4 separate regions of the Mus musculus genome follow, and regions 2, 3 and 4 are each linked to region 1. The links are chromatin contacts, called in public ChIA-PET and promoter capture Hi-C maps. All regions are on one chromosome and are shown on one strand. The core of a region is the stretch at or near the end of the contact, and the rest is flanking DNA. Distances in the headings are between cores, read along the strand shown.

Evidence for each region. Promoter capture Hi-C pulls out the DNA fragments that hold promoters and counts their contacts. ChIA-PET counts read pairs in DNA pulled down with a chosen protein or histone mark.
Region 2: a contact with region 1 is called in an RNA polymerase II ChIA-PET map of memory CD8 T cells, with 47 read pairs. The contact joins the promoter of Slc10a3 here to the promoter of Arhgap4 in region 1. A contact is called at or near these places in 5 of 39 promoter capture datasets (the SN4741 cell line, frontonasal cranial neural crest, hippocampal neurons and 2 more), 1 of 115 datasets of contacts at active chromatin or transcription factors (memory CD8 T cells) and 2 of 9 other capture datasets (liver and pancreatic islet).
Region 3: a contact with region 1 is called in a promoter capture Hi-C map of embryonic stem cells, with 5 times the contacts expected there. The contact joins the promoter of Haus7 here to the promoter of Arhgap4 in region 1. A contact is called at or near these places in 2 of 39 promoter capture datasets (embryonic stem cells and pre-B cells).
Region 4: a promoter capture Hi-C map of the SN4741 cell line shows a contact between it and region 1, with 4 times the contacts expected there. The contact joins the enhancer-like site here to the promoter of Arhgap4 in region 1. A contact is called at or near these places in 2 of 39 promoter capture datasets (the SN4741 cell line and embryonic stem cells) and 1 of 9 other capture datasets (liver).

What each region holds. Positions count from the first base shown.
Region 1 is chrX:73,908,134-73,915,420 of GRCm38.p6, forward strand. It overlaps Arhgap4 (Rho GTPase activating protein 4), which reads right to left and starts at 3,165. Exons shown (of 22, transcript NM_138630.2): 1 at 3,030-3,165. The coding sequence starts at 3,096.
Region 2 is chrX:74,370,253-74,377,539 of GRCm38.p6, forward strand. Slc10a3 (solute carrier family 10 (sodium/bile acid cotransporter family), member 3) reads right to left here and starts at 3,097. Exons shown (of 3, transcript NM_145406.2): 1 at 2,939-3,097; 2 at 2,362-2,430; 3 at 1-759. The coding sequence starts at 620. It overlaps Gm44504 (predicted readthrough transcript (NMD candidate), 44504), which reads right to left and starts at 3,097. Exons shown (of 6, transcript NR_103489.1): 1 at 2,939-3,097; 2 at 2,362-2,430; 3 at 599-759.
Region 3 is chrX:73,454,596-73,461,882 of GRCm38.p6, forward strand. It overlaps Haus7 (HAUS augmin-like complex, subunit 7), which reads right to left and starts at 4,434. Exons shown (of 10, transcript NM_028633.3): 1 at 4,240-4,434; 2 at 3,379-3,494; 3 at 272-339. The coding sequence starts at 4,344.
Region 4 is chrX:73,472,433-73,479,719 of GRCm38.p6, forward strand. No RefSeq gene overlaps it. Among named protein-coding and RNA genes, the nearest start is that of Bgn, 7.5 kb to the right of the region's middle. Within about 2 kb of position 3,734, at least 87 of the 459 cell types and tissues checked have an H3K27ac peak or open chromatin away from gene starts, as enhancers often do. A contact at or near this core is called in the SN4741 cell line, where this site is marked.

The sequences.
Region 1 (7,287 bases), core at 1,915-4,414:
AAAAACAAAAACAAAAGCACCTCTTCCAGTGGTCCTGAGTTCAATTCCCAGCAACCATATGGTGGCTCACAACTATCTATAATAATTTCCAATGCCCTCTTCTGGCATGCAGACAGAACACTCATCCATAAAAATAAATAAATAGCAGGACTGCACAGAGAAACCCTGTCTCGAAAAACAAAACAAAAGAGAGAGAGAGAGAGAGAGAGAAAATATTTTTAAAAGTATATATACGAAAAGCAAGTGGGAGGAATCTGGGAGGGAGCAGATGACCTAAAGCTTGTGGTCTAGAATGCTCATCTGGATGCCCAAGGAGATATAAGCCAAACAGTGGTCTCATTTCATTTTCAGGGTCCCTCTAGCTACTGTATAGAGCCCAAGGAGCAGCTACTACATTTCACTTGTCTAAGGAAAAGATGGTGGACATTGGGACTCAGAGAGCAAGTCTGAAAGGTAAGACCCAGGAGTATCTATTCAAAGAAACCCCCTGTAAAGAAATCAGAATGGGTGGACTTCTATCCTGACAGTGACTTTCCTGGAGCTATGAGATGAAAAGCCTTGTTAGGTATTTCCTATCCAGACCTCCCATCTTCCTATCTGATTTCCTTTCTCAGTATGTCTTCTGCCTGCTCTCAGACTCCACTCTATGGTAATACCGACTTCTCCAGCTGCATGCACGGCCCACTCATCAGCCTTTTATACCACCCACTGGACTCCCTTGGGGGTGGATTTTGGGGATCACCTTTAACCAGGTCATTGAAATTGCTAATTTTCCATTAAGGGTACAAGTTAGGCAGATGGGAACTGGTGTGTATGTATGGAAACTCCTAACACCGAAGCCAATGCAAAGCAGAGCCCACAATACCAAGTGTTACTGCCACCAGTCTCCTGTCTCTGAAGTGGGCTGTGCCAGCCACTCGCTAGGATGAGTGCTGACTTCTATCGGGGAAATCTCCACTAAATGAGAATAACAGGGTTTAAAGAATGGCAATTAAAGTTCAAGTAGGGTCCCAAGAGGACCCAACAGGCCCTTCCTTACAGTGCCTGTCCTGTGTTCCAGAAGGGATGTGCTTGCTACTCATGGAGGGACCTATTAGAGCTGCACAATGCTGAGTGCACCAGCAGATCACACTATTGTGTGGATTCTCCAGTAACAGCAATAGCAGTTCTGCTTCCGAACATGCACACCAGCTGCTGTCAAAGAGCTATAGATTACAAGCCAACTGCATCTGAGGTCCACAGAAGGCAGGAAACTGCTGTTCCAAGACTCCAGGTTGTAGCAGAGCTTTCAGATCTCAGCTCAAAAAACCCTGATCCCCAACCAAGCTCTGGCCCTTGTCTAGCCCCAGTGTGCTCTTGGGACCTTGGTTGTCCTTTGTAGTGGCTATTATCATACATGAAATCAGCTGTGCACTTGGTTGTTTACTGCTTTTCTCTCCTCAGACCTGTGAACCTCAGAAGGGCAAGGACTGCTTCTCTCATATACAATAAGGGAGTCACAGAGGCTGCAGCAAAATAGATGTAGTAAAAAAAAAAAATCTGGGTGTGATGGCATATGCTTGTCATTCCTAGCCCTGGAAGTTTGAGGCAGGGGATGTTGCAAGTTCCAGGCCAGCCTGAATAAAATAATGAGTTCAATACTATCCTGCTGTACATACCAAGCTCCAATCCTACTCACACAAACAAACAAACAAACAGTTGACAAAAAAGAGTGAGAAATCCTGCATATTTGCATTGCAAAGCTGGGACCCAGGCCCCCTAGCACTTCCTGTGAGCCAGGCATTCACTCTCACTTCTGCTGACCAGCAAAGCAGAATGCATTGTCCTCCAAACCACGACTATGCGACCTTTTAGAAATTAGAGTGCCAAAACAGTGCCCCTGTTCCAGCATGATTGGAAGACTTTCTTTTGAGGGAGGCTGGTGAGAAATAATAGCCACAAAGGCTGAACACCCTGAGTGAGCAAGGGCCATTTAAAAGATATTCTAGGGCCAAACTCCAATTTCTCTTGATGGGAACTAACCGGCCTGTGTTTGCTGACTGAAGACATTTCAAGGTCCTTAGGCTTCAGGACATTTTGAGGAAGTAGGATGGAATCATTGTCTCCATCTGCTGGCTCACCCTCTGCAATCACCTCAAGCTGCCTCTGGACACCAAGATGAGGAGGTCTGGGTCAAACTTTCAAAGGCAGTTATGCTCTCCACTATAACAGCAACACATCATGAAGATACACTTTGTTATAAGTTGCTTGCACCAAATAAGTACATTGGAATTTCATCTACAGGTTGGAAAACTCCAAGGATCATATTATTTCTTCTCTTATGAGCCATTGTGCTCTGTGACAGGTAAGTCACTGTGTTTGTATCCAAAGTCTTTGGAAATAGGAAGAGAGCCAAGATATCTGGAAGCAACAAGCAAGTGGGGGTGGGGGTGGGGGTGAGGGAGGTTAGACACTGCCTCCTTTCCTGTGAAAGAGTTACCTACCACACCCTGAAGAAATGAAGCTGTCAGCAAAGAACTCACAAAGCTCATTTGCATGTGATTTGCATAGAAGTGTTTGCCCAAATCCAGAGGTCTAATAGCCTAAGGCTGTAAAGCCATCCCAGTTGAATTTCTCTAACCCATATTCAGTCTCCTAGCTTGACCCAAGACCAACCACCCTAAACCTGCAAGCTAATACAGTGCCAAAGGGAGGTGAAGGTGCTAAGAATTCATAGATTCTAGTGGTGTTAAGAGTGAGGTGTCAGGCTACCAACAAAGTCAAAGTGGCCCATTATACTCCAACTAGAAAGCCACCCTCTCAGTCTGTCCTTCCCTCGGGCTACCACAGTCATTGCTGCCTGAGTGAGCAACAGGCGACCCAAGTTGGCTAAGGAGGCGAGAGGGAGGGCTTGGGCAGGCAGTTGAGGCCAAAGAGGCTTCAAGAAGCAGGGCTTGGACTCCCTTCTCCACCCTGCTCCAGGCACCCCTGAGATCAGCAGCGGACACTTGGGGTCTCCCCTGTAAACCAGGACTAAAGCACCCTCTCACCTTTGACCTGTGCGTCATACTCAGGTTGTAGCCCCCGCTCCCGCCGCAACTTCCCGTGCGCCGCCATGGCCCAAGGCCGTTCGCGACTTCGAGTCCCAATGCTCCCACGCGGAAGCGAGGCGAGACCGCCAAGTGCAGGGACTAGGGGCGCCAAGGCCAGCACCCTCCGCGGGCCCCGCCCCGCCAGCCCCGCCCCCAGCACAGTCCCCGGAGGGGCGGGGCGACTTGGACCTGGCACTGCCCGGGTGGGCCTCTGAAAGTCTAGGCACCCCTTTTCAGGCTCATCTCTCTTGAGACAAGTTGCTCCTCTACCTAGATACCTTGAGCCCAAAGAGTCAACATAAAGCAGCAATGCAAGACAACCTCAACATGTCTGGGACCACCTGCTGCTGTTCCTCATTATCTGCAGAAACCTATCTGTGGTTCCCATTGTCAGACAACACCCCTATGGCCACTAGCCCTCAATACTAATGGACAATGGCACCATAGCTGCTCCAGGCTCCTAGGTGGTCTGCCTCTGAAGCCTTCCTGGACATCAGATGCCACCCTCCTTCCAGAGTCATAGCCCATAGTGAGGCCTATGGGAGTTCAGACAGCTGAATGGGAAGTTGTAGGCTTATGCTCTCCCTGGGCCCCCTGAGGGGGAGGGAGCGGGGTTCAGCTACAGTTCCCCTTCTACTCAGCCCCAAAGGAAAGAACTAGCCTCATTTCCCCATAGGTAGTTACCACTTCCTGCTGCCGGAAGAGATTATTTTTGTCTCTTTTCCCTTCCATCTTGCACCTGTAGGGACCTATACCAGTGGGGGCTTTGAACCAGCCTAGAAACAACTCCTACTGCCTCCTTTATCCAAGGATGATGGTGATTTTATTCACCCCCATCAACTCTAAGTCATAAGGCAAGATCTACTTATTAATTTGTCATGTTTTGTTTTGTCTCATTCACAAGGCTTCACTTTGTAGCCCTGGTTGGCTTTACACAATCCAGGCTGGACTCAAACTCTGCCTCTGTCCCAAGGGCTAGGATTGCATATGTGCACAACCACAGCAGGCTCTTCTAGTCAATTAGGAAGGCAGGAGGCAGGTGACAAGCCATCTGTCTTTAGTTCATTGGAGAGAAAGCCCTGGGGTATACAGACTGTGGGCGATAGGCAAGATAACTTACAAAACATGCTTGAAGGTACTAATACAAGGGCATCCACACCTGTACTTACATGCATGGATGTCAAAGTGCATGTGAGCACTTGTAAGCCTGACATGGAGATTTGGCAGGAGGGAAGACTGTTCTGGACTTTCAACTGTGTTCAATCTTTTTTTTTTTTTTTTAAGATTTATTTATTGTTATATGTGAGTACACTGTAGCTGTCTTCGACACACCAGAAGAGGGCATCAGATCACATCACTGATGGTTATGAGCCACCACGTGGTTGCTGGGATTTGAACTCAAGACCTTTGGAAGAGCAGTCAAAGCTCTTATCACTGAGCCATCTCACCAGCTTCAATCTTGGTTTTTTTTTGTTGTTGTTGTTTCGTTTTTGGTTTTTTTTTTTTTGGTTTTTCGAGACAGGGTTTCTCTGTGTAGCCCTGGCTGTCCTAGAACTCACTCTGTAGACCAGTTTGGCCTCGAACTCAGAAATCCACCTGCCTCTGCCTCCCAAGTTCAATCTTGTTCTTGATCTCCATTTGCTCCCAATACCAAAGCCCTTCTCTAAGATGCTGTTGGTGCTCACAGAACCTTGAAGAAATGGTCTAGAAGCTAGCTAAATGTTGGCAAGCCCAAGTCCTGGACTTCCAGAAGCTGGTCTCAGAAGTAGCAATGTTGGAATCTTCCACCAAGGTAAGCAAGCCTGTATCGTTCTCATAGCACATGAATGAACATCCATCCTTATGAACTTGCTTTGTCAGGACATTTATTTCAAGAGTGCCTCATACTAAAGTAAATCAGGCACCAATGCCTTTATTAGTTAAAGCAACCCACCCTACCTGTCTTCCCTTCTTTCTGACCCTTAACTAATCCTTAGAAGTCACCCATCCAAGCAGCAGAGCCAGACCAGGATTCAGGCACACAAGAAATGGCTACTGAACTAGCCTTCAAATATTCTTAGTCCTTAATCCAGAAATCTGAACGGTGCCCCATTCAGCCCTTTGCATGAAACTGAGTGAAAAGCAAAACAGAAAACTTAGTGACTGGCTGTTTTCGGGACACTTGCTTGGCATCTGAAGCCATGAGTGAAACTGCTTCTGTTCCTTTAGCTCTTGTTCCTTTTGTTTGGAAACAGGGTCTCACTATGTAGGTCTGGCTGTTCTGGAACTTACTATGGAGACCAGGCTGGCCTCAGTCTGCCTCTGCCTCCCAAGTGCTGGGATTAAAGACGTGTGCCAGCATACCTGGCCTGTTCCTTTTTGGCTTTTTTTTAAAAAAAAAAATGAGATTTCTTCATTTAATTTTATGTGTATATGTATGTGTAACTTGTATGTGTGCATCAGAATCTCCAGATTCTGGAATTACGGATGATCATGAACATCCATGTGGGTGCTGGGAATCAAACTCGATTCTCTACAAGAGCAACAAGTGCTCTTAACCACTGAACCATTTCCTCAGCACCCTTCTTGGCTTTTTGAGATAGGGGATCTTTCAGTAGCTCTGGTTAAACTAGAACTTACTATGTAGACCAAGCTAGCCTTGAACTTCTGCCTCTAAGTGCTGAGACGAAGCACAAAAAGCACTACCCCAGCTAACTAGCTCCAGTTTTGAGAATCTAAAAGCCTGAAGGACAGAGTGGGAGTGGGTGGGTGGTGGCTTAGAGGCAAGCCAGAGTTGCAGAGTGATTTCCAGGCTGCATGAAGCTATAGAGACCCTGTCTCAAAAATCAGATAAGCTGGGTGAGGGGATGCTCACCTAGAGGCAGAGATAGGGACTATATATGGAGATTGTCAAAACAAACAAAACCAAAACCCAACAAGATAAGTAATGGAGGTGCTTACAGTGGTTAAAGAGCTCTTCCAGGGGACAGAGTTCAGTTCTTAAAATTCAAAGGCTGCTCACAACCATTTAATACTTCACTTCTAAAACACTATCTTCTCTCTCTCCACCTTCCCCCCCCCACTAAATCTTTAAAAAGAGAGCAAGGGTTATATATACAGGGTTATTTCTTTATGACAGGGTATCACAATGCAGGCCAGGCATTGAAATGTTTATATTCAGCATGAAGTTATAATGGCCAATATATTTAACTTCATACACTTATCAGAATACACTTAGAGCTGCCTGCCTATCTCTGGAGCTCTGCAAAACATTTTTGAATATGTGGAAGGATGTATACTTGGTCCTGAGGGATGATGACCACAGGGCTGATAAGCTCAGACTGGCTGGCTACTCTGGACAGAGGGAAATGAGAGGATAGTAGGGCTCAAAAGAGAAAAAAAGGATTGGAGAGGGCTGGAGAGATGGTTCAGGTTCAGAGCACTGACTGCTCTTCCAGAGGTCCTGAGTCAATTCCCAGCAACCACATGGTGGCTCATAACCATCTGTAGTGGGATCCAATGCCCTTTTCTGGTGTGTCTGAAGACAGTGACAGATACATAAAATAAGCAATTCTTTAAAAAAAAAAAAAAAAAAAAGGAAAGAAAGAAAAGATTAAGCATGAAGGTAAGGCCTGGAGAAGTGTCCCTAGAGTCACCCTCAGTCTCCGCTCATAATGTAAGAGGCAGACGCCGCCAAAGCAGGGGAAGTGCTGGGCCCCCAAGGCCTAGCAGGCCTGTGGTTTTCCCCTTCACAGCTCTGACCTCCGCCCAGGAAACCTAACCTACTAGGAGGCGGGGCGGACAGCAGAGTTTCAGGCGGCCACCAATGACACCTAAGCAACCAGTGCAGAGGGCGGGCCTCGAGAGGATTCTGTAAGTGCTTTAAGAGGATCTGCAATCTCCCCCACCCACCAACTCTAAGACAGGATGGAACCACTGCGCATGTCCACCGCTTTACCACAAGGCGGCAGGCCTAGCGCTGCAGAACCAATCAGAGCTTGAGAACTAAGAACGCCACTGGCTTGCGAAGGAACTGACGCCAGCACGCCGGGTGGAACAAGCCACTCGACTCATACAAAGGGAAGTCCGTAATTTTAGCCAACCAGACGCAGGTTTTTTTTTTTTTTTTCGAGACAGGGTTTCTCTGAGTAGTCCTGGCTGTCCTGGAACTCACTCTGTAGACCAGGCTGGCCTCAAACTTAGAAATCCACCTGCCTCTGCCTCCCAAGTGCTGGGA
Region 2 (7,287 bases), core at 1,847-4,346, 460 kb after region 1:
ACTTTGCAACCAAATGAACACTTGTTGACAAAGATAAGAGGCAGAAGCAAGTAGAGTATTGGGTTCTCTGAGAAGTGGCCCAAGTTGGTGTTGAGAGCAGAAGGGAGGTCTTCAGCAGGTGACACCCTGATGCAGAAATCTCTCCGTTCTTCGATCAGCAGGGGTGGGGCCTCATAGAAATCCATGAGCTGGAGGTGGAGTGGGGCCAGCCCAGCTAGACCTGAGTGGATGCCTACCACAAAGCCACCTCCACTGCTCCAGGTTATGGCACTCACATTCTTAATGGTCAGCACCTCTGTGTCCAGGGATATAACCTTAAGTATGGGGCTGGGGCCTGTCCCATTGGTCTGTCCAGTGTATTGGCTAGAGATCACAATGATACCCTCACTCTTCTCAGGGAAATCAAATTCTGTCACTGAGCCATCCCCAATACTCAAATAGTGACCACTTGTGTGGCCCAGAGCAGTGCTGATGTTGGCACTGGCCATCACTTGAGCTCCCCATGGTAGGCTGATGAACAGCAGGGCAGTTCCAAGCATGCCTACAAAACCTGTACAACCACCCTGTCCTCCCAGGCCAGGCAACTGCTGGGAGCTACCTCTGCTTTTCTTGACCACCATGGCACTTCACAAAGGATAGTTTTTTCAGGCCTCTTGTGTCTTAGGGAGACACCCTTGCTTGTGCTGTTGGAATGTCCTGAGAAGGGTCCATGGGAAGGTCCTGGTCCTATATTTTCTTCCTTGATAGCAGGATTTTTTCCTGAAAAGAAAAGGGGTAAAGAAAGTGGTTAATGAAGAGGAGAAATTGCAAGCTTAGGAGCATGGGGCTCTCAGACCTTTACCTCTAGTTTTGAAATAATGCTGGCCCTTGAATGTCATTCAGCCATCTCCTCTTTCAGCACAGCTGCCTCAAGCTTCTCAGCCCTCAAGAGGGGAATCCCCACTCAGGCTGCCAAATTACATGGACTTTCTTACTATGGTAACCTCATAGAGAAGTTCTAATACTGAGGGTTTTAGGAGAGTGATCTCTAATCCTGTCACCACTAGGCCATCCCACTCTCATTTCAAGATGCAAAGATACCACCATGGGAATGAACTAAATTGCTACCTGGAGGGGGTAAATATGGTGGCTCACTCCTGTCATCCCAGTATTTGGGAGGTGGAGCCAAGAGAATCAGGTGACTAAGATTATCCTTCAGTTATATAGCCAGTTCCAGGGCAGCCTGGGAGACTTGATAGTTCATTTCCAAACAAAGCAAATCAAATAAATGGCTTCCTGGGGGGGGGGGGGGAGAGACAAAAAGACTGGCCAGATGAGAACAAAGGGTGCTGATTGGGCCAGATCCAGGTCTTTAAAGAATAGAATAAGGGTGTCTAAGTGCCATTTGCCAGCTACAAAGTTTTAACAAAGTGATATGTGCAGTAAGTGAGTTCCAGAACCAAAGGCTGCTACTGACAAGCTGTGGCTACATGTCTTGTTTCATTTGCCCTATAGTTATGAGATGGAAGTCCTGTGAGACACACACCCCTGCTTCTCAGGGAAGCTATAGTGGGACTTCAGTAGGAATACAGTGAGGATACAATAGGTATCCACTGAGCAACCTTGTCTTTTTGTTTTTGTTTTGAGACAGGGTTTCTCTGTATAGCCCTGGCTGTCCTGGAACTCACTTTGTAGACCAGGCTGGCCTCGAACTCAGAAATCCGCCTGCCTCTGCCTCCTGAGTGCTGGGATTAAAGGCGTGCGCCACCACGCCTGGCCATGAGCAAGCAAACTTCTCTTGTCAGAGCTCCCTGGTCTCAGAATTTGAGCTCTTATATCTGTTGCTACATCTGAGAGTCTCTGCTTAGAGTCTTCTCAATGTATTACCCTATCAGAGTCTTTTTGTTTGAGACAGGGTCTTGTGTGTGTAGTCCTGTTGGCCTGCAATTCACATGTAAACTAGGCTGGCCTTAAATTCTCAGAGATCTTCCTGCCTCTATGTCTTATGTGCTGTAATTAAAGGTGTAGGCTACCACATTCAGTCCTGTTGTTGTTGCTGCTGCTGCTGGTGAGACAGGTCTTCACTGTGTAGTCTTAGCTAACCTGGAATTCACCATGAAGACCAGGCTGGAACTCAGATCCACCTGCCCCCCAAGTGCTGGGATAAAGGTGTGCACGACCTACCAGAGTTTTAAACTTACAGTGAACCTCAGTATTTCTAAGGGTAGAGTAACATGGGGCGAAAGGAGAGGTCTGCCTCCTTCCCTTTCTCAACTGGATAGTCAACACCTTTGTATTATCATCTGCTAGAACTGGGGCAACTTGATGGCAGTGGATATAGCAGGTTTTACATTATGCTGATTTTGAGTATGGGTCACTTACCCTGGGGGCCCTGGTCCAGCCTTGAATCTCGCTGATGAAGAGGGAGGCAGGAAAACCAGAGTAAGGTAACTAGTCAAGTAGAGAGAAAAGATGTAGGCATCAGAGTAGTGTGAGCCAGTTAAGGGAAAGACTAAGGACCATCCACCCATAACCCCATCCTACCAGCAGGACTAGTGGACCATAGTAGATCACTGCAAGAGGGATTTGGTCCCTATCCTACACTTCTGCTGATAGTGGAGCTGAAAGAGTTAGAGTAAACACACTCCAAGGCTGAGTGAGGAAGCAATACCATCCGGAAGTTTTTTTTTGTTTTTTGTTTTTGTTTTTTCACAGCAGCAAAGTATAGGGGCTGAAGAATAACTGGCAATGATGACCAGGTCTCCTCCGCACCTGACAGTTCAGGGTCTGTCAGGTGGCTAGAGAAGTTAGGAAGGGCTTACAACCCCCACGGGCAGTCTTGGGTTCTGAAGAGCCTCCACGTCACAACCGCACCCGCAAGACCTTTCGCTGGGTCTGGCCAGAGCTGGTGACCACGGACTGCGGACGGAGCCACAAGTCACCTCCCATCCTCACCTACCTGGTCGAAATCTCTCACTTGCTTCCGCGGCCACAGAGCTCCTCACAAGTAGTGGCCCGGGCCGGCAAACGCCGGCAAGTGAGGCCCGTCCTGCCCGGGCCTCGTCCCGCCCCCACAGGCTCCGCCCCACCAAGGTTCCATCCGCGTGCTAGGACTCCGCCCTCTCACAAAAGCACTCGCCCCTGGCGGGCTTGTGTCAGGTTCCCAACGGATGTGACGTTTCTGGAAGCGACGAGCTGGCCCTACCACGTGAGACCTGACTGCCTAAGTCACTGGTATTGGCATGTGGGGCAATAAGTACATTCTTGTGTGGTTACCTCCTCAGATAAAAGTGGGTGATGGGAAGATGATGTCAGAGGACATTAAACTGATACTAAATTAAAGGTCATGTGGTGATTGAAGTGATGGCTCAGTGAGTGTTTACTACCTTTTCAGGACTCTGGTTCAACTTCACATTATCTACTTAGCAGCTTGCAGCCGCCTGTAACTACAGTTCAGGAGCTTTGATACCCTCTTCTTGCCTCTGCCCATACTGGATGCATATGGTGCACATACAAACATACAGCCAAACATATGCATGTCATTTTTTAAAAGGTGACTTGTATCCAGGTAGTTCTGTTATTGCCGTATCTGCTTCTCTCTCCCCCCCCCCCTTTCTTTTTCTTTTTCCTTTTTTTCCGAGACAGTTTTTCTCTGAATATCCCTGGCTGTCCTGGAACTCACTCAGTAGACCAGGGTGGCCTCGAATTCAGAAATCCACCTGCCTCTGCCTCTCAAGTGCTGGGATTAAAGGCATGGACCACCACTGGCCAGCTTGCTTCTCTTTTTTGAGGTGTACAAAATAAACTTGTTTATCTTATTGTTTTGATCTCTTTCTTTCTTCCTTTTCCTTTTTTTTTTTTTCGAGACAGGGTTTCTCTGTGTAGCCCTGGCTGTCCTGGAACTCACTTTGTAGACCAGGCTGGCCTCGAACTCAGAAATCTGCCTGCCTCTGCCTCCTGAGTGCTGGGATTAAAGGCGTGTGCCACCACGCCGGGCTCTTTCTTTCTTTTTAATGAGCCTTGGAGACAGAAGCAGGCAAATTGCTGAGGTCAAGACTAGGTAGGTCTACTGAGAGAGTTCCAGGCCAGCTGTCCAGGGCCACACAGAGAAATTCTGTCTTTAAAAATCTATAATGAGGCTTCTGCGATGGCTCAGTTGATAAAAGCACTTGAGGCCTCTCAACACTACATGTTCAATGGAGGGAAAGAACTGACTCCTAGAAGTTGTCCTCTGACCTACATGAGTACTCATACACAAACTATAAATACACATTTTTTTTTGGTTTGGTTTTTTTGAGACAGGGTTTCTCTGTGTAGTCCTGGCTGTCGCAGAACTCACTCTGTAGACCAGGCTCGAACTCAGAAATCCACCTGCCTCTGCCTCCCAAGTGCTAGGATTAAAGGTGCGTGCCACCACTGCCAGGCTCATACACAATTTTTAAAAAAGGGTCGTTGTTCCCAAAGTTACTGGGGAAACTAGAATAAATGAGTATTGCTTTAAAATGAACCTTTTCTCAGCTATGCTAGCACTTCAAAGGCTGAGACAGGAGAATTGGATTTTTTTTTTCTCCCTGAGACAGGGTTTCTCTAAGTAGCCCTGGTTGTCCTGGAACTCACTCTGCTGACTAGGCTGGCCTCGAACTCAGAGATCTGCCTGATTTGCTTCTGAGTGCTGAGATTAACATGGTGCACCATCACCTGGCAGGAGGATTGGCTATTTAAGGCCAGTTTAGCTGGGCGTGGTGGTGCACGCCTTTAATCCCAGCACTTGGGAGGCAGAGGCAGGCGGATTTCTGAGTTTGAGGCCAGCCTGGTCTACAGAGTGAGTTCCAGGACAGCCAGGGTTACACAGAGAAACCCTGTCTCGAAAAACCAAAGAGAGAGAGAGAGAGAGAGAGAGAGAGAGAGAGAGAGAAGAGAGAAGAGAGAAGAGAGAAGAGAGAGAGAGAAGAGAGAAGAGAGAAGAGAGAAGAGAGAAGAGAGAGAGAGAGAAGAGAGAAGAGAGAGAGAGAGAGAGAGAAGAGAGAAGAGAGAAGAGAGAAGAGAGAAGAGAGAAGAGAGAAGAGAGAAGAGAGAGAGGAGAGAGAGAGAGGAGTTTTAGGATTTTTTTCCCTCCATATCCCCAACCACCCAAAATTGGCTTCTCTCACACCAGTAGCAGAGGTTCATTTCTATGGGGATCAAACCCAGGTCTGTTTTTGTTGTTGTTGTTTTTTGTTGTTGTTGTTGTTGTTTTGGTTTTTGGTTTTTCGAGACAGGGTTTTTCTGTGTATCTCTGGCTGTCCTGGAACTCACTCTGTAGACCAGGCTGGCCTTGAACTCAGAAATCCGCCTGCCTCTGCCTCCCGAGTGCTGGGATTAAAGGCATGTACCACCATGCCCGGCCAAACCCGGGTCTTAATGCAAACTTGACAACACTCTATGACTGAAATATACCACAAGCTCCAAGAGGTTCTTTAGCTTTATGTATTTTTTATTTTTCTAAAAAGATACTTATTTTTATATTATGTATGCATGTATGTGTCTGAGTAATATCTCTTTTTACCTTACAAGTAAATAACAATAATTTTTATGTTACATATATTTGATGTTACATATATTTGTTTTTTAAAAATACATTTATGGGCTGGAGAGATGGCTCAGAGTGTAAGAGCACTGACTGCTCTTCCAAAGGTCCTGAGTTCAAATGCCAGCAACCACATGGTGGCTCACAACCATCTGAATGAGACATGACACCCTCTTCTGGTGTGTCTAAAGACAGCTGCAGTGTACTTACATATAATAATAAATAAATCTTTTAAAAATACATTTATCAGCTGGGCGGTGGTGGTGCATGCCTTTAATCCCAGCACTTGGAACACAGAGGCAGGCAGATTTCTGAGTTTGAGGCCAGCCTGGTCTACAGAGTGAGTTCCAGGACAGCCAGAAATATACAGAAAAATCCTGTCTCAAAAAAACAAACAAAAACAAAAACCAAAAAACCCCCCACATTTATCTGGGACTGGAGAGACTGCTCAGTGATTAAAAGCACAGACTTCTCTTTTAGAAGACCTAAATTTCCATCATGTCAGGTGGCTCCCTACTGCCTATAACTCCAGCTCCAGGGGATCCAATGACCTCTTATCAGTGGCCTTATTAGGCACTACATGCATATGGACAAACTCATACACACTCTGTTGTATGACATTATTCCTGGATAGACTTAAACAAATGTCTACTTACCCCAGATACAGAACTAACAATAGACTAAAGTGAAGATACCTGGACTTTATTGGGGTTACTTACAGGAATATGGGCGAGGAGTTACTTACAGGAGCAGAAATGACTCAAAGATGGCTCCATTACCAAAGCCTACTCCTGTATGGATAACAGTTCATGAATGCTGGAAACCTACAGCATACTGTACATCTGCAGGCAGCTCAGCAAGTCAGGGTGTTCTTTTTCTTTTCTTTTTTTTAAAAAGATTTATTTATTTATTATGTGTAAGTACACTGTAGCTGTCTTCAGACACACCAGAAGAGGACATCAGATCCCACTACAGATGGTTGTGAGGCACCATGTGGTTGCTGGGAATTGAACTCAGGACCTCTGGAAGAGCAGTCTCTCTGGAGCCATCTCTCCAGCCCGAGGGTGTTCTTTTTCAGTGGTTCAGTTGGTGTTAGCTTCTACTAGGCAGCTCATCTGGTGTCTCTGCTTCTTTCAGGCTGCTATGTTTTTTTTTTTTTTTTTTTTTCTAGACTGCCAGATCTGAGCAGCTCAACCAGTCTGAGAATATCTCTCAACAGTTTTTATTGCTTCTGTACTCTTAGAGATGGCGGAGTAGAGTGAATCTAGTCAGTTTCAGGGGCTTTCTGAAGTTATTTTGAGCTGTTTACTTTCTTTCTAAACTAATTTCCTTTCATTATGGAATGTTTCACTCTCTGAGGAAACTTCTACATAACACATATACATATACACAATTTAAAAATAAATATTTTAAAAAGCATTAAATATACATTTATCTGGCAGCTGGAGAGAGAGATGGTTCAGTGGTTAAGAGCATGTATTGCTCTTGCAGAGGATATGAGTTTGGCTCCCAGTACCCACACCAGGCCTGTAACTCCAGTTATAGGAGATCTGATGCCCCTGTCTGGACTTTGAAATCACCTGCAATCATGTGCACATACTCCTACAAAGACACACACACACATAATTTAAAAATAATAAATCTGAGACCATAAATGCATTTTAAAATCTATTTTCAGTTATATTTATTTAATGGATAGATTCAGGCTCAGAAATTTCTCTTTATGGGCTGGAGAGATTGCT
Region 3 (7,287 bases), core at 3,184-5,683, 450 kb before region 1:
AGAGATCTCTGATGACACCACAAAAAAACAATGCTTTCTACCTCTCAGTGTTATGGTAGAACAATGCACTATTTGGTCCCAAATGTACTATTTGGGACTATATCCCAGAAGGCTGTGATTCTAGAAGACTCTAATAATAGCCACAGAGTATACACCATACAAAAGAAAACATTAGTTAATGGAAATGTCACAACTCACTGAGACACTGTGACCAAGCTCAGAACTGCCCAGAATTTACCAGCAAATGCCACATTCCTATAAAGAGACCTACCCTGTATCTTCAAATCCAATGCATTCCCTTTCAGTGAGATGAACTTGTCTTGCAAGGAGGGGCAGACCCTGTGGGAAAATAGCAAAGTCAGTCATGTGCCTAATTCCTTACCACCCTCCATACCTACTCTCTAAACAGAGAATTACTTGTACAATTGCTAAATGCCAGTGAAAGGCCACTTTAAAATAATTTATTTGATATCATGTGACTCTTACCATCAATTACTATGAGAAAATACTTAAGAAAAAATTTCCCTCAGAAATGGAAATACTCCAAGTTCTCTCTCTCTCTCTCTCTCTCTCTCTCTCTCTCTCTCTCACACACACACACACACACACACACACACACACACACACACACACACAAGTGCACAAGAAAGGAAAAGTCTGGGCATTTGCAGGGGAGTTTGACACCTAACTAATTGGCCTGAGTATGCACCTGCTGGAACGCTGGCTTCCCAGTTAGCCCTGGCATACCTAAATCATCACTTCAACTCACTCCTCAGCCTGGACAGCCCTGATTATAAGGATTTCCAAGGAACTCTGCAGCCTCTTTGGCCAAGGTTCCCTAACCTTTTAGAAGACTCTATCCTCCTGGAATGAAAACTGGCTGGGGCCAGAAACTGGCTTTCCCTTGGGTACTTCCTGAGCCTAGCACATTTCTAGGCAGTGATCAACACACAAAAACAGAGGTCAGTAAGTATATAATGAAGGAGCAATGGTTGCCTCTACCATTGCTACACTCTTTTCAGAAAAGGTCATTTTACACTTTTTTCTTTGTTTGGCTTTGGATAGGGTCTCACTATGTAGCCCTGGCTGTCCTGGAACTCCCTATGTAGACCAAGCTAGACTGGAAATCACAGAAATCCACCTGCCTCTGCCTCTTTCATGCTTGGATTAAAGGTGTGAGCCGTGGACACTTTTAATTATACACTTTTCAAAAAGTACAATTCAATACACAGTTTAAAGGAAAGATGTTGCAGGACATTTGATCACACTTTGAATCCTAAGATTATGTTATTTATTGGAAAAAAAACTGTTTCTAGTTGTGGTGTAGCTCAGACTTAGCACACACTTTTAATCCCTCTGACTAGAATACAGACATGCACTTAGCACACACCTTTAATCCCAAACAATGAAGACAAAATTAGTTTGTAGAAGGAAGCAGCCATGTTTGAAAGTGAGGGCTAATTGAGTGGCAGACAAAGTGATGAATCAGAAAGACTGACAGAATAGGATCTGCCCGACTCTCACAAGGAAAGGAAAGGGAAGCTACTTAAGAAAGGGCTCCTTGACAGGCAGTGGTGGTGCACGCCTTTAATCCCAGCACTTGGGAGGCAGAGGCAGGCGGATTGAGAAACCCTGTCTTGAAAAACCAAAAAAGAAAAAGAAGAAAAAGAAGAAGAAGAAGAAGAAGAAGAAGAAGAGGAGGAGGAGGAGGAGGAGGAGGAGGAGGAGGAGGAGGAGGAGGAGGAGGAGGAAGAGGAGGAGGAGGAGGAGGAGGAGGAAGCGGAAGAAGAAGAAGAAGAAGAAGAAGAAGAAGAAGAAGAAGAAGAAGTAGTAGTAGTAGTAGTAGTAGTAGTAGTAGTAGTAGTAGTAGTAGTAGTAGTAGTAGAAGAAGAAGAAGAAAAGACGAGACGAGACAAGACAGCATGTTCAGAGAGAGGAGGCAGTTTTCCTGGACAGTTGTACAGAGACAGGTTGCAGAGAGCAAGCTAGGCACAGGTGAAGACAGAATGAGCCAGAGAATAAAAAGGAGCCAGACAATTAGAACAGATTGCCAACAGATTGTTAGTTTGAGGCCAAGCAGAACAATTCAGGAGAGGCTGTGAGGAAGAAGCCAGGCTGAATCGGTCAGATTAGAGAGGAGTTTGATCCAGAACAGCTGAGTGGATCCAGCCAGCTACAGCTCAGTAAGAACAAGAAAGGGTGAGCTCATTCAGCAGTCAGTCTCAGAGGCTGAAACCAGGCTAGGCCTAGATAAGATTGCACGGAGGCTGTGAACTTTCTGTAGGGATGACCTTAACACAGAAGCCTTGAATCCTAAGCATACAGAGGGTCCTGTGTTTTCTAATGCTGGTCTCTGAAAGCCTTGAGTCTTAGACCCACTCTTCCCTTAAAGGAATCTGAGGGAGGTAAATCTCAAGACCCCCATTGTTATGGTCTGATCTTCATACTAATAAAACTCAATGGGTGGAATAATAAGAAAAAAAGATTGTATGGAGGCTAGAAGCTTCCAGTACTAGGCCTAGGTTAGCAGACGGAGGAAGTAAGCCCATGAGATGACAATTACATCAGGTAAATAATAGTTACTTTTACAGAGAGATGAACCCATATATAGGCTCCCAGTCTTATTTTTAAAGAAGGTTTATTGCTACACCACCCATTCATTCCTGTACATGCTGCCTGCCTATGCTGCTGTTGTGCTACCCTGGCAAGACTGAGTTGGAACAGTAGCTGTCCCTTCATATAAAATGCCTTGCTGAGCTCTATTTTAAGACACTAGAAGGCCCCTATAGTAAAAGAAGCTCTGATGACTTGGCTGTGCAGCCCTGGCCTTCAGGGTTAAGCACACAGATAAGCTCAACAATGAGGCTCTCGAGTAAGCATCTGGCCTTGAGAGCTCCTAGCTGGACAGAACTGGTTCCACAGAAAACTGCAAGGAAAAACTCCAACAACTTCCATTCCACTGAAAAGGCCTAGGCTGTCCTAGAAGCACTGCCCTCAGGATGGACTAAGAAAAACCTCTGTTCTTTGCAAGTTGGGGTAGAAAAGAAGGGAAACAATCTAGAAGGCCCGTTTCTGTCACTGGGTTTCTGGGCAACGTCCCTCTCTGATCATCAGGTGCTGTCCAAGCTGACAGTAATCAGAGCTCAGTGACAAGAACCACATCATATAGCCTCAACACAATCAAAAGCCCAGGAGGCCTGGTGCAGAAAGGGCTTTCATTAAAGTCCATCTTGTACTGCCAGGGCCACCTCCCCACCATCTTGGTCATGGCTCAGTTAGCTTTCCTGGAGCTGGCTTGGTTATGGGACCCTCTAAAATGACACATTCCCATCTCCCCCAGAAGACACTTCATGGAAAGGAAAGAACAAAGAGCATTACCGTATACACATCCATTCCAGTATGTCCAACCGGTACTTTGAGGGCCTACACAGCAGCTCCATAATTGTCTTTGGTTCTGTAATATACAGGCCGTCGAGGAAGGGGCAGTTTACACCCTAAACAAGGAAAAGGCAAGTCAGAGGAAGCCGGTTACTGTGGGGTGGCTAAGCATTTCTATCAGTTTGTGCCCCTTCCTGGCCTTGTCAAAAGTTCAAGTCCCTCATCTTCACCCTACATTTGCTCCTGTGACTTGCTGCCCCACCACTTTTAAGTGTGTTCCCTCTGGGTTTCACGGCCATAAAACTAGGAACATGCCTGAGAATGGGTTAAGAAGACTACGATTAAATCTGAGGGGCAGTGGAGGGAGACTGAAAGTGATCACTGAGTCAGTAGCAAGGGGAGATGGGAGGGAGGTTAGCAAGGGGTTCAATGGGCCTGGGATAGCTCCCTAACTTTACACGGTCATGCTCCTCACTGCTGCATGTACCTTAAACCCACCTGGAGGTCACTGTCTCTGACCCAACAAAACGGCAAGGTGTTCAGCCCATCTGTCCCCTCAAACCCAACTCCACCCACTTCCAGCTCTTTGAGATTGGGGCCCGCGTTCTCCATTTTTCATGGGCTCCAAGTCCCCAGCCTCAATCTTGCAATGGTCTGTTGGAACAGCACGAGCAGAGGTCCGAGGACTCCAAAGACCTAAGACAGATGGTCCGCAAGTCGCCCCCCCCCCCAAAGCTTTGCCAGGGCCTGCCACTGTGGACCCCTGTGGTGCGGTCAATGTCCACAGGAAGCTCCAAATGGCACTGGGACGGGGCCCCACCTGGTCCCCTATCAAGGAGCGGTTCCCCTGGCTCACAGTACCTTCAGCTTCTCGAACACCTCTACAGCTGCCTTGACCACGCAGTCATCACCCACATCTTTGTAGTAGCTGTCATCAGACCCGGCACCGGCACCCTCCTCCGCCATGTTTCGCGCTCTGAACTACAACTGGTTCACGCCCCCCAAGCTTACAGGCCGCCGCCACACTGCTAAAAGCTCACCAGTTTCTTAGGTCTCTCCGCCCACCAACCCGCGCGGCAGGAGCGAAGCCAACCATCGGGACGGGCGTCACAAAGGCCCACCCTCTTTTCCAACAAGCCTTCCCATTGGGCTGCCGCTCTGTCACTGCCTGCGCGCACCTCAGGGAGCAGGGTGCAGAGAAGAGGGTTGGGCGAGGATAGGACAGAGGCGGGCTAAAGGCGGGGCTGGAGGGGAGAGGCAGAGAGGAGGAGGCGGGCCGAGTAGGACTTAACCAAAAGCTGAGTAGCTCCTTTTAGAGGCAGAAGTGAGGGACTCAAAGAGGTCGGGCTCATCCAGGAGGAGGCGCTCCTACCTTGTTCAGGTTCTCTTTGGCAGTAGATGGATCCTGACTGATGAAGGCAAGCTTTGATAGAAAAACTAAGACCATTTCTCGGCCCAAAGTTCTGTCTTGTCTCCTTTGCACACAAAGTCAGAGGGAAAGTTCTTAAATTCAAATCTGGCTCTGCCAATCACAGGCTGTGTGACTTTTGTTTTGGTTTGTGTGGTCTGTTTTGTTTGGAGAACTTTGAACCAGGATTTGGCTTTGTAGCCCAGACTGACTTCAAACTTGTGATCCTCCTGCCTCAGCCTTCAATGCACTGTGATAACAGGTAAGCATTACCACACCCAGAAAACTTTGGGCCAGTTACCTAACCTCTCTGTGCTTCCTTGCCCTCAAATAAATGTTGGATAATGAGAGCACCTACTTCATTGGTTTACAAATGAAGATGAAAAGAAGCAATCATTTCTATGAAATTCCTAAGGTGAAGTCTGACAGGTAAATGTTCATTGTTATCATTATGCTGACCAGGCCCCACATCTCCATCCTACCTTTGGCTTTCATGGATGCTCTTGTGTCTCATTCCCACTCAGTCCGCTTAAAAATCTCTCTGTAGCCGGTTGTGGCGGCACACGCCTGTAATCCCAGCACTTGGGAGGCAGAGGCAGGCGGATTTCTGAGTTTGAGACCAGCCTGGTCTACAGAGTGAGTTCCAGGACAGCCAGGGCTACACAGAGAAACCCAAGAAACCCTGTCTCAAAAAAAAAAAAAAAAAACTCTGTATCTCAGATTCAGTGAGAGGCCCTGTTTCAAAAAGTAAGATGTCTCAGCCATTAAGAAATCTTAATGGCTGGTGCTCTTGCAGAAGACCCAGGTTTAGTTCCCAGTACCCATGTGGCAGGTCACAACCAGCTATAACTCCTGTTCCAGAAGACCCAAAGCCCTCTTCTAAACTCCTTGAACACAGCATGCATATGGTGCATAGACATAAATGCAAATAAAGACGCATGCACATAAAAATAAATATTTAAAAATAATGTAGAGAACAACTGAAAAAGATACCCAACAATGACCTTTGGCCTGTATACTCTCACATACTCTTCCCATATATATGTGTGGGAACGCGCACACACACACACACACACACACACACACATAGGGAGAGTTGTTGCTAGCAGGCAACTGAAGTCCTCTAACTGGAGAGGTCTCTCAGTGGAATCCTGGAAGGAGGGAGTAGGCAAGAGCTTGGGGGTAACAGGAAAGGGCCCTCAGACTGGCCCTGCTGAGGAGCCAGGGCCTAATTCCTTATAATATCAAGCTCTTCAGAGCCTCCCAATTTCAGCTGAAAAAAATCTGAGTAGAGGAAGGCCTAGAAACTTGGTTCAGGGGCTCCATTCTTTGCAAAGTATTTAGTATTTCTATCCTCCACAAGGTTGCTGCGACCTCGGACCTTTTCTGGAATACAAGGGGAGAAGGGGCTTTTGGTTGCTTGTTTTCCATTTTACTTTCTGTTTGGTCAAGTTTTACTTTTTCCTGCCATTTTCTGTTTTTGTTTTTTCTTCCTTTAAAAAAAGAAGAAAATTTCATTTCAATCATGACCCAGACATTCAAATTCTTGTGGGTTTTTCCTGTGGATCTTTCCTAGGACTGGGGAATTTGGCGGGAGAAACCGCTGTAGTGTGGCTGCCTCCCTCCACCCTTCCCGTAGCCTCTGCTCCAGAATCTGCTCCTGAGGAACGGAAAAGAAACCAACCCCTGTGTATTCTGGAAGAAAATCCTCCTTCTCCACCCAGTCCCAGGGAGCCAAAGCACTGAGCAGGTCTTTCCCCAACTCAGCAACTTTCTCCTCAGCTCCAGGTTGGGCCTAGAGAAGCAGAGTCCATCCACAGAAACCGAGGAGGCCACAGCAGCAGGAGGGAGCCTACCTTCCTATTCAGTCATGGCACCTCCGCTGGAGACTAGGGCGGACATGTAGATTGTTGCGCGCGCTCAACTGGCCAGGAAGAACGACGCTGCTACAGGATCCTTCTGCACACGTTTATTCAGTCCTGATTCTTCTTGTTTATATCTCCCTTGTTTATATCTCCCTTGTTTTTATATCTCCCTTGTTTTTATATCTCCCCTGTTTTTATATCTCCCCCGAACCCTGGGCCTCTCACTCCTTTTATACTCTCTCTCATCCACGCACCGCAGGCCACGCCCCCTCGCCAGTCGTGAGGCTTCAGCTAATCAGGGCAGCAGGGGCAAATCTCCACCAAATTGGATTCACCTGTATCCTGGTACACCTGCGCAGCACTCAAGATGTTTGTGTCTTATATGAGGAAGTCAGGTGCAAGTCATATGACTTAGCTGCAGTCCCTGGCGCCTTTGGGACTGCCGCCACACCCGCTCCTAACATCTCCCCCTTTTTTCTTTTCTGGCAGAGAGAATGTCTGTAGATAGCCCCCCGCAGCCATGCCCCTTACCCGTCCTTGGGTGACAAACAGCATTGGTTTGATCCCTGTCTTAGGTTGGTGACATGCCCAGGGAGTCTTATCACTGACTACCTCTCTATTATGCCAAGCCACACC
Region 4 (7,287 bases), core at 2,484-4,983, 440 kb before region 1:
ATGGATCCATGATTTAGGATACATGGGCCTACTGGGGCAGTCCCCTTTGCAGTAGATATCCTTAATATCTTAACATGTTCAGAGACAGATAGGAAGCCACAGTGGAGCCAAATAGAGGTGTTCCTTGGCTAGGATGGGCATAGAGTCATGCCCAGGAATGCTTGTTCCCTGACCAGTAGCAGATAGACCTCCATCCTGCCTCCTCCACCCTCCTCCTAAAATCAGAGGCAACTGAAGCAGCTTAACCTGGATGGAAATCAATTGTCCACATTGCCAGTCTTGCCCTCTTCCCTACATGAGTTTAAATGCATGACAACTTCCTGCAGAGCCTACAACACAGCAGCTTCTAGAGTGCATACAAGGGGTTTGGACCAGGGCAGCTGGAGAAGCAGCAAAGAGGCACAAGCAGCAAGGGAACCGCAGAGTCGGCTCATCCAACCCCTCTGTCTGCCCCCAAAGAGCTCAGCCAGCTGCAAGGGAATGGGTTGCATGACAGGAACAACTACCCACAGTTTTTGTTAATTTAGTTCAAACTAGAGTCGGGGGGGGGGGGGAGCCTCAATTGAACTGCCTCCATCAGATTAGCCTGTGGGACATTTTCTTAAAGATTGATGTGGCCTGGCCCACTGGCCAACTGGGGGTGGCACCACCCCCCAGGCAGGTGACCATGAGTTGTTTAATAAAGCAGACTGAGCAAACCATGAAGAGCAAACCAGTAACAAGCATTCCTTCAAGACTTTTTCTTCAGTTCCTGCCTTGCCTTCCCCTCATAATGGACTGTAAACTGTAAGCTGAAATAAACCTTTTCCTCTTCACATTTCTTTTGGTCATGGTGTTATCACAATAGAAAGCAAACTAAAATAGTCAGCTTTCTTGCCCTTCTTATACAGTTTAGAATCCCCAGCCCAGAGGATGGTGCAGCTTACATTCAGAGCAGGTCCCTAGTTAATCTTCTCTGGAATTACACACACACACACACACACACACACACACACACACACACACTCACACACAACGGGGTGGGAGGATACACCTCACTAATGTCCTAGGTGCTTATTAATCAAATGAAGCTGGAAATCAAAATTAACTATCACTTTGAGTACATCCTGTGTCTTCTTGGACCACACCATCTCCTTTTAAATATCTACCACCATTTGAGAGTGCTTTCTGGAGATGTGAGTTGTAAAACTCAAGGGATCCATGACCTAGCCAGCCAGGGCTCCCAGGATCCTTGGCATAAATGAAGCAGTGGGCCTTCTTCATGAGCCCCTGGTTCTAGGAGCTAGGCACCAACTTCCTCAAAAGAAAAAAAAAGATGATAAAGAGTGCTGAATTGCAGTTATACCTTAGTGTGCTGGGACTCAATAGCAACTAGCTTTAGGAGGACCATCTGACATGCCAGGTATGGATCCCATGACTGTCCACCATGGGGGAACATTCCTCTGACGGGCATATGGAAACTAGAAAAGAAGGAAAGGCCTTGGAAACACAGTGAGTTGGGCAGGAAAGTATAAAGGGCAGCATGGAGGCAGGAAACTCCAGAGAATCTATAACAGAGTCCTGTCTGAGATGTCTTCAGGGCCCTATCACCACCTAATCCTCTAAGCTGTTGCCAACTTCCAAGGCTCCCCCCACCCCAAAATTCACCCCTCAACCTCAAGTTCCTCCTCCTTAAACCATATCTATGCCTGCCCTACTGGCACTCAGGAACCCCATCTGGAGCTGACCCAGAGCTGGTTTTAGCTGAGGCAACAGCTACACTAAGGGACATGAAAGGGAGAGGGAGTGCAGAGACCAATGGTGTCCTAGAGCTGCCATCACAAAGTCCCACAACCAAGTGTCTAACACAACAGAAACCTAGAATCCAGGTATGAGAGAGGAGGCTCCCTCAGAAGACCCTAAAAAAAATCTTTCCTCTGATTTGGACAGCTGATTAGGGTGTACATACAGACCTTTCACCATGACAATGAGCAGATGCCACAGGGTTAAGGATCTAATTCTAGAAAGAGTGGGACAGGCTAAGGGAGGTTGGGAGGGGGCTGTCAAGAGGCTAATGACAATCTGCTGATCACCAACACAGGACAGGCTGTAGTAGGGACGGAAGGCAAGGGTCCACAGACAGTCCCGCCCATCATTCCCAGGACCAGAACCTCCCGCCCTGTGTCTTCTTGTTCCAGGAAAAAGTTACCAGAACGTTTGGGTTTAATTATTCTTTTTTCCTCTTCCCCTCTTGCCAAGGGGGCAAAAGAAAGCAGACAGCAGCCTGGGAGGGGCCACCCAGCTGCTTTCCACTCCCCCCGCTGCTGCCTGCGGATGATGTGGGGCCTGGGCAGGGGGCTGGCTGCTAGTCAAACACAGGCTCAGCCCCTGCTTCTCCTTGACTGAGGCGCTGTGGTGTTTTCTCTGCTGATGGAAGGCATGGAGACTGCAGCCTGCAGGGATAGGAGACAGACGAGCTCACTCGCTCGATGGCTTGCTCCACTTACAGGCACCAGAGAGTGAAAGGTCACCGGAACAAGCCACTTTTCCTGCCTTCACCCATTCTGTCCATTACCACCCTCTGTTCCTTCAGACTTGCAAGGACCAGATCTTGCTTGCCAGCAGAGTCAGAGCCTCAAGGATCCACCATGGAGCAACAGGGGCTCATAGTGGCCCAGAGTAAAGTGGCAGCCTGATTCCACCATTAACCTAGGTTACCTCCGGCCCAGTAGATGTTTCTCTCTCACACACACAGACATGTGTTCCTAGATTCCATTTGTGGCACACATGTGGCCCAGGACTCCAGTCCAGTACCCACCCACCCCCACACCTACACAATAATGTTATTGACCTGTGACGCCTTGTCCACAGCCTCCTTCTGTACCTAGGCCTACCACAGTGTGGCTCTTCAAACCCAACAAAGAAAGGAGAAACACCCAAGCTAAGCTCTACTTGACCTTTGCACCACTTGGACAGTTTTAGATGCCCCTACTTTTTCACTTACTCGATGGAGACCCTTTAATTCAGCAAATGACCTAGTGGAGTTCAAGGGGCTGGGGAACACTGGTTTGCACTTTAATGTAATAAATGCACCTCATTCAAGCTTCTGGTACCCCCTACCTCCACCTCATATTCAAGCTGCATGCACTGAGAGCTCAGGTTCTCCTTGCTACAGAGTCCCTGGTCATATCCTAGATGCTGCTTCATTAGCATGGGGCTCAAAATTCCTCTGAGAGCCTCCTCATCAGAGCCTTGAAGCCTTGCAACTCACCCTAATTGTTCCAGAAACCATCTATAGTTGGTCTCTCTTCTCTATTAGGTGTTCCTGTCCTGGTCTAGGACATACAGTAGCATTTGGTTGCTGGTGCAGGCTGATAGGGAAGCCCAAAACAGCCTTTGTCCTAAAGTTACCAGGAGCTGGTGACTGCTGCATATTAGTAGCTTTGAGGCCATTTATCCATTCTTTACACCTTAACCCTTATCTTTGTCCATGCATACCCATCCTCAAGTCAGACTGCCTAATATCCAGGGTCCTGCCTGCAATTTGAAGATAGGATACTAAAATGCAGGCAGGTCAAATAATTTGCCCAATGGTGCGCCCCTCACTTCCTGTGGAATCAAGTTATAACCCATATGATCTGATGCCAGAGAAGGGAGTAGTCACATTCACCCAGCAGTTCCTGGGGACTAAGCCTTGGTCTGTGCAAAGCCAGGCCTACCTCAGAGGTCCAGCCCTGGGGATCTAGCAGTGACTATTTCCTGATGTAAGTCACTGACTGACTACCTGACCTAGACCAGCCTCCAATTTGCCTATGGGTCATGTGTGTCTCCTCTATGTCCAAGGGGCAGCACTTTGACACACCCCCTTCCAGGACAAATACTCCTCTTCCCTCCCTTGTTCCCTTTCTCTTCTCCCTCTATCTCCTGTCTTTGTACCTTATCCCTACCCTCTGTCCCTCAGGAGCAAATATATATCCTTTGTGCTGAGAACTTGGTCTTGGGGGTCCTAGGCTGTACTTTTCCTTTCAGTCTTGCCTGTGCTGAGAGCCAGAGGGAAAAGTCTGAGGTCCCTATTTCCAGAGCTTACAAGACCAGAGCATCAGGTAGTGACAAGGCAGGTAGAATGCAGCAGGAGAAGGACCATCCCTCCCTTGGGGGTATAAACGGAGGACACAAAAATACCTACTGCCACCAGTTACAGCTGGGCTCTGAGCCTGCAAATTTAGTCTTGCTTTGGTCTCATTCTGCAGCAATTCCCTATACCCCACCCCATTCTCAGCAGAAAAAGGACAAGCAGACTGGGGGTGGGGTGACTAGGAAGTGGTGGAATGTTTGCTTTGGACTCATCCCCACATTCCTTCTCCTCTGTGGTCTGGGCCCACAGATATGGCACTTCCTGTTTGGGTTGGGTCAGAGGTCAGCAGGCCTGGAGACACACTGGACTTGCGTTCCCAGCTTTCCCAACTGCTCCTCCCCAGCCTAACCACCCCAGGCCCTGCCCACCCTGCTTTGGCCTCCTAGTCCATCCAGCCGCACTCTCTTCACAGTCTGAATTTAGACCCAAAAGGCACAGGATGTATAGGCTAGGTAGCTCCAACATCCCATCCTCCCTATTCTTAGGCCTGCTGAGCTAATGAGTCAAGAAGATCCACTGTATGTCAGAGCAACAAGTTCCACACCCTGGTTTAGACCCTTGAGGACAGGGTGGAAATCCCCTGCACAGATGGAGGAGAGCAAGAAACAGAAACTCCTTAAGAATGGCTCCTGAGTTATTTCCAGTTCTATGAGGCTGCTATGTGGTGGCAGAGCAAGGAACAAAACTGCTGTGGTGTTCCCAATACAGATGAAGGGAAATTTAATTAAATTTAGAAATTCTATGAGATGATCCTTCAACTCACCCCATGATCAAGGTTGAAATTGAACTGCAATCAACCTAGCCTCTACTATCCCTACGAGCAATCTAGAATTGGGCTGATACCAAGATGAGACAAAGGAAATATGGTTTTATGTCCCCAGGTCATCACTAATTAAGGATGCCCAGTAAACAAGGCACAACTGAGGCAAGCAAGGATGAGCTAACTTTCCAAGAGAGCCAGGGTCTCAGAGCTATAGGGTCTCAGTAGCTAGAGGCCACGGCCTTCAGTCCAATTGTGATGTGGAAGGAGCTGGCCAGCAACAGATATAAGCTGGTAGTACAAGGGACATCGCCCAAAAGAACTGCAGGCAGGGCTAAGCTTTCAGTATCCTCCATTTCCTAATGCCATGCTTACTTGGCCTGCTTCTCCCTTAGGGAGTCACTTGGCAGGCACAGCAGTATAGGCAGTCCAACTGGAAACCTCAGGGTACTGAGCCTCTAAGAGACTACAACAGTAGCAATTCAGTTGGTGGTGATAGCAGGGATGGGGTGCCTGGGGTCATATGGCAAAAAAGGAAATACTCATCAATCTCCAAATTAAGATGGGGCACTGAGGTAGCAGAATAGAGCTGAGGGTAATAGCAGTGGAGACCAGAAGGATACTCCTGTGACTGTCAAGTTCAAGTGGACAATGAGAGTGGGGAGTAAAGCATTTGTTGAGGCCGGCCTGCATCTCCTCCAGGGCACTCAATGGGACCTTGCATCTATCCTTCCCTTTTCCTGTCCCCCATCAATCAGCTTCCAAGTCTAGCAACCCACCAGCCTCTATGCCTGGTTTCCCCACATTCCATCACACCAAGTCTCCCTCTTGCTTTAGATCCCAGGTCTGAGTAAGCTTTGCTCAACATGCTATGCCTGTTGGTACCAAGGCCACCCCCAGCTCCTTGTCCCATAGCAGCTGCTAGCACTTGGGAAATGCTAGGTTCCGAAGTCCTCAGGTTATGTACTGTCCTTTGCCAGGAACCTAGCTAGAGGCCTGAAAGACAGGGCCTGGCCTGCCCTTCCCCAAACCTGCTAGACTCCAGCAGAGTTGCTAGAGCCTTCAAGTTCCACAGGCCAGAGCCAGGCAGCACTCCTAAGGTGTAGCCTTATTCAAAGCACAGGGTCCCAAAGTGCCTCATGGCCTCCTGGCTCCTCAGCTTTGATGACAACCATCTACACAGGCTACAATACAGTCCTGGTCCACTTTCTCTCTTCTGGCCATGCCCCAGACTGTGCCTCTAAAGATAGCTAGACTCAAGCAGGCTGAGCCTTCAAGGAGCCCCCCTTCAATTCCTGAAATTACAACCCTGGTGGCCCAGAGGGGAGAGATGCTGTGTGATTATGTCCTCAGGGGAAGGTCAAAAAAAGCTCCTGGTGTACAGAGTGCCAGCTTTCACCAGCCACGCCTTGGTCATCAGCACCGGGAAGCTTCCAGACAGTGGAGCACTACCTCAGCTATCTCTTGGGCATATTGGCAGAAGTGGTGTCCCTAATTGCTCCACCTCCTGAACCCACAAAGCATCCATTTCATACCACCTTGAGGCTCCATGTCATCACTCAGCCACTTTAGTGGTAGTAGGGGCTGCTCTCTACAGTCTGTGGGTCTCATATCCTGACTCTGTTCAGCCATGGAGGATGTTAGGCATCAGCCATGAACATAGCCAGAGGGCCTAGTGGGTACCTGAGCAAGGCTGTGAACTTGGGAGCATTCTGGGCAAGATGCTTGCTAAAGAAAGGGCTCTGATGTGCATGTGACATGTCTTGCAGGCTGAGTCCCCTTGCTCAGGACTGTCTTTGTGGGAGCTCACAGGAGCACTGCAGAGAGTGCTGAAAGACACAGCCTAGGATACTGCCTTCTCCTCTGCAAGTCTTCCTTGTCCCCTCAGGCTGATGCGCTCTTTTCTCACCATCTCTTTGATTCTCCAGGCATGGCCTTGCTCTCAGTCCAGTAGTATGCAAATTCCATGTGGATAGGGTCATTACCTGGTTCAACTCAAGCACTGCAGATTCCCTTAAGTTCCAAGGTGTCTCCTGTGTCTCTGAAGCTTAGTTTATTCAGAAGCCAGGCACTGGACTGACCATTAACACTGACTGACAGAAGAAACAGGAGAAGTGTTGTGGAGACCCTCGGTTCAAGCTGCAGTCACCCACTAGGCTGGCTGGATAAACTAGGGGAACAGGACAGGGAAGGATTCAAAAGGGAGCCTAGCAGAAGAACCTTGAAGCCAACCCAGCTGCATGAGCTCTGGTGGGTAAAAGCCCCTGGGGCAGTTTTCTCAGACCTGCCAGGCTTCCAGGTCCTGCTCACCCCTACCCCAGAGACTCTCCACTAAAAGGTAGCATTTTATGCTCACAGAGAACCAACATGTTCACAGCTGCCCTATGGGTGTTCTCTCTCTCTCTCTCTCTCT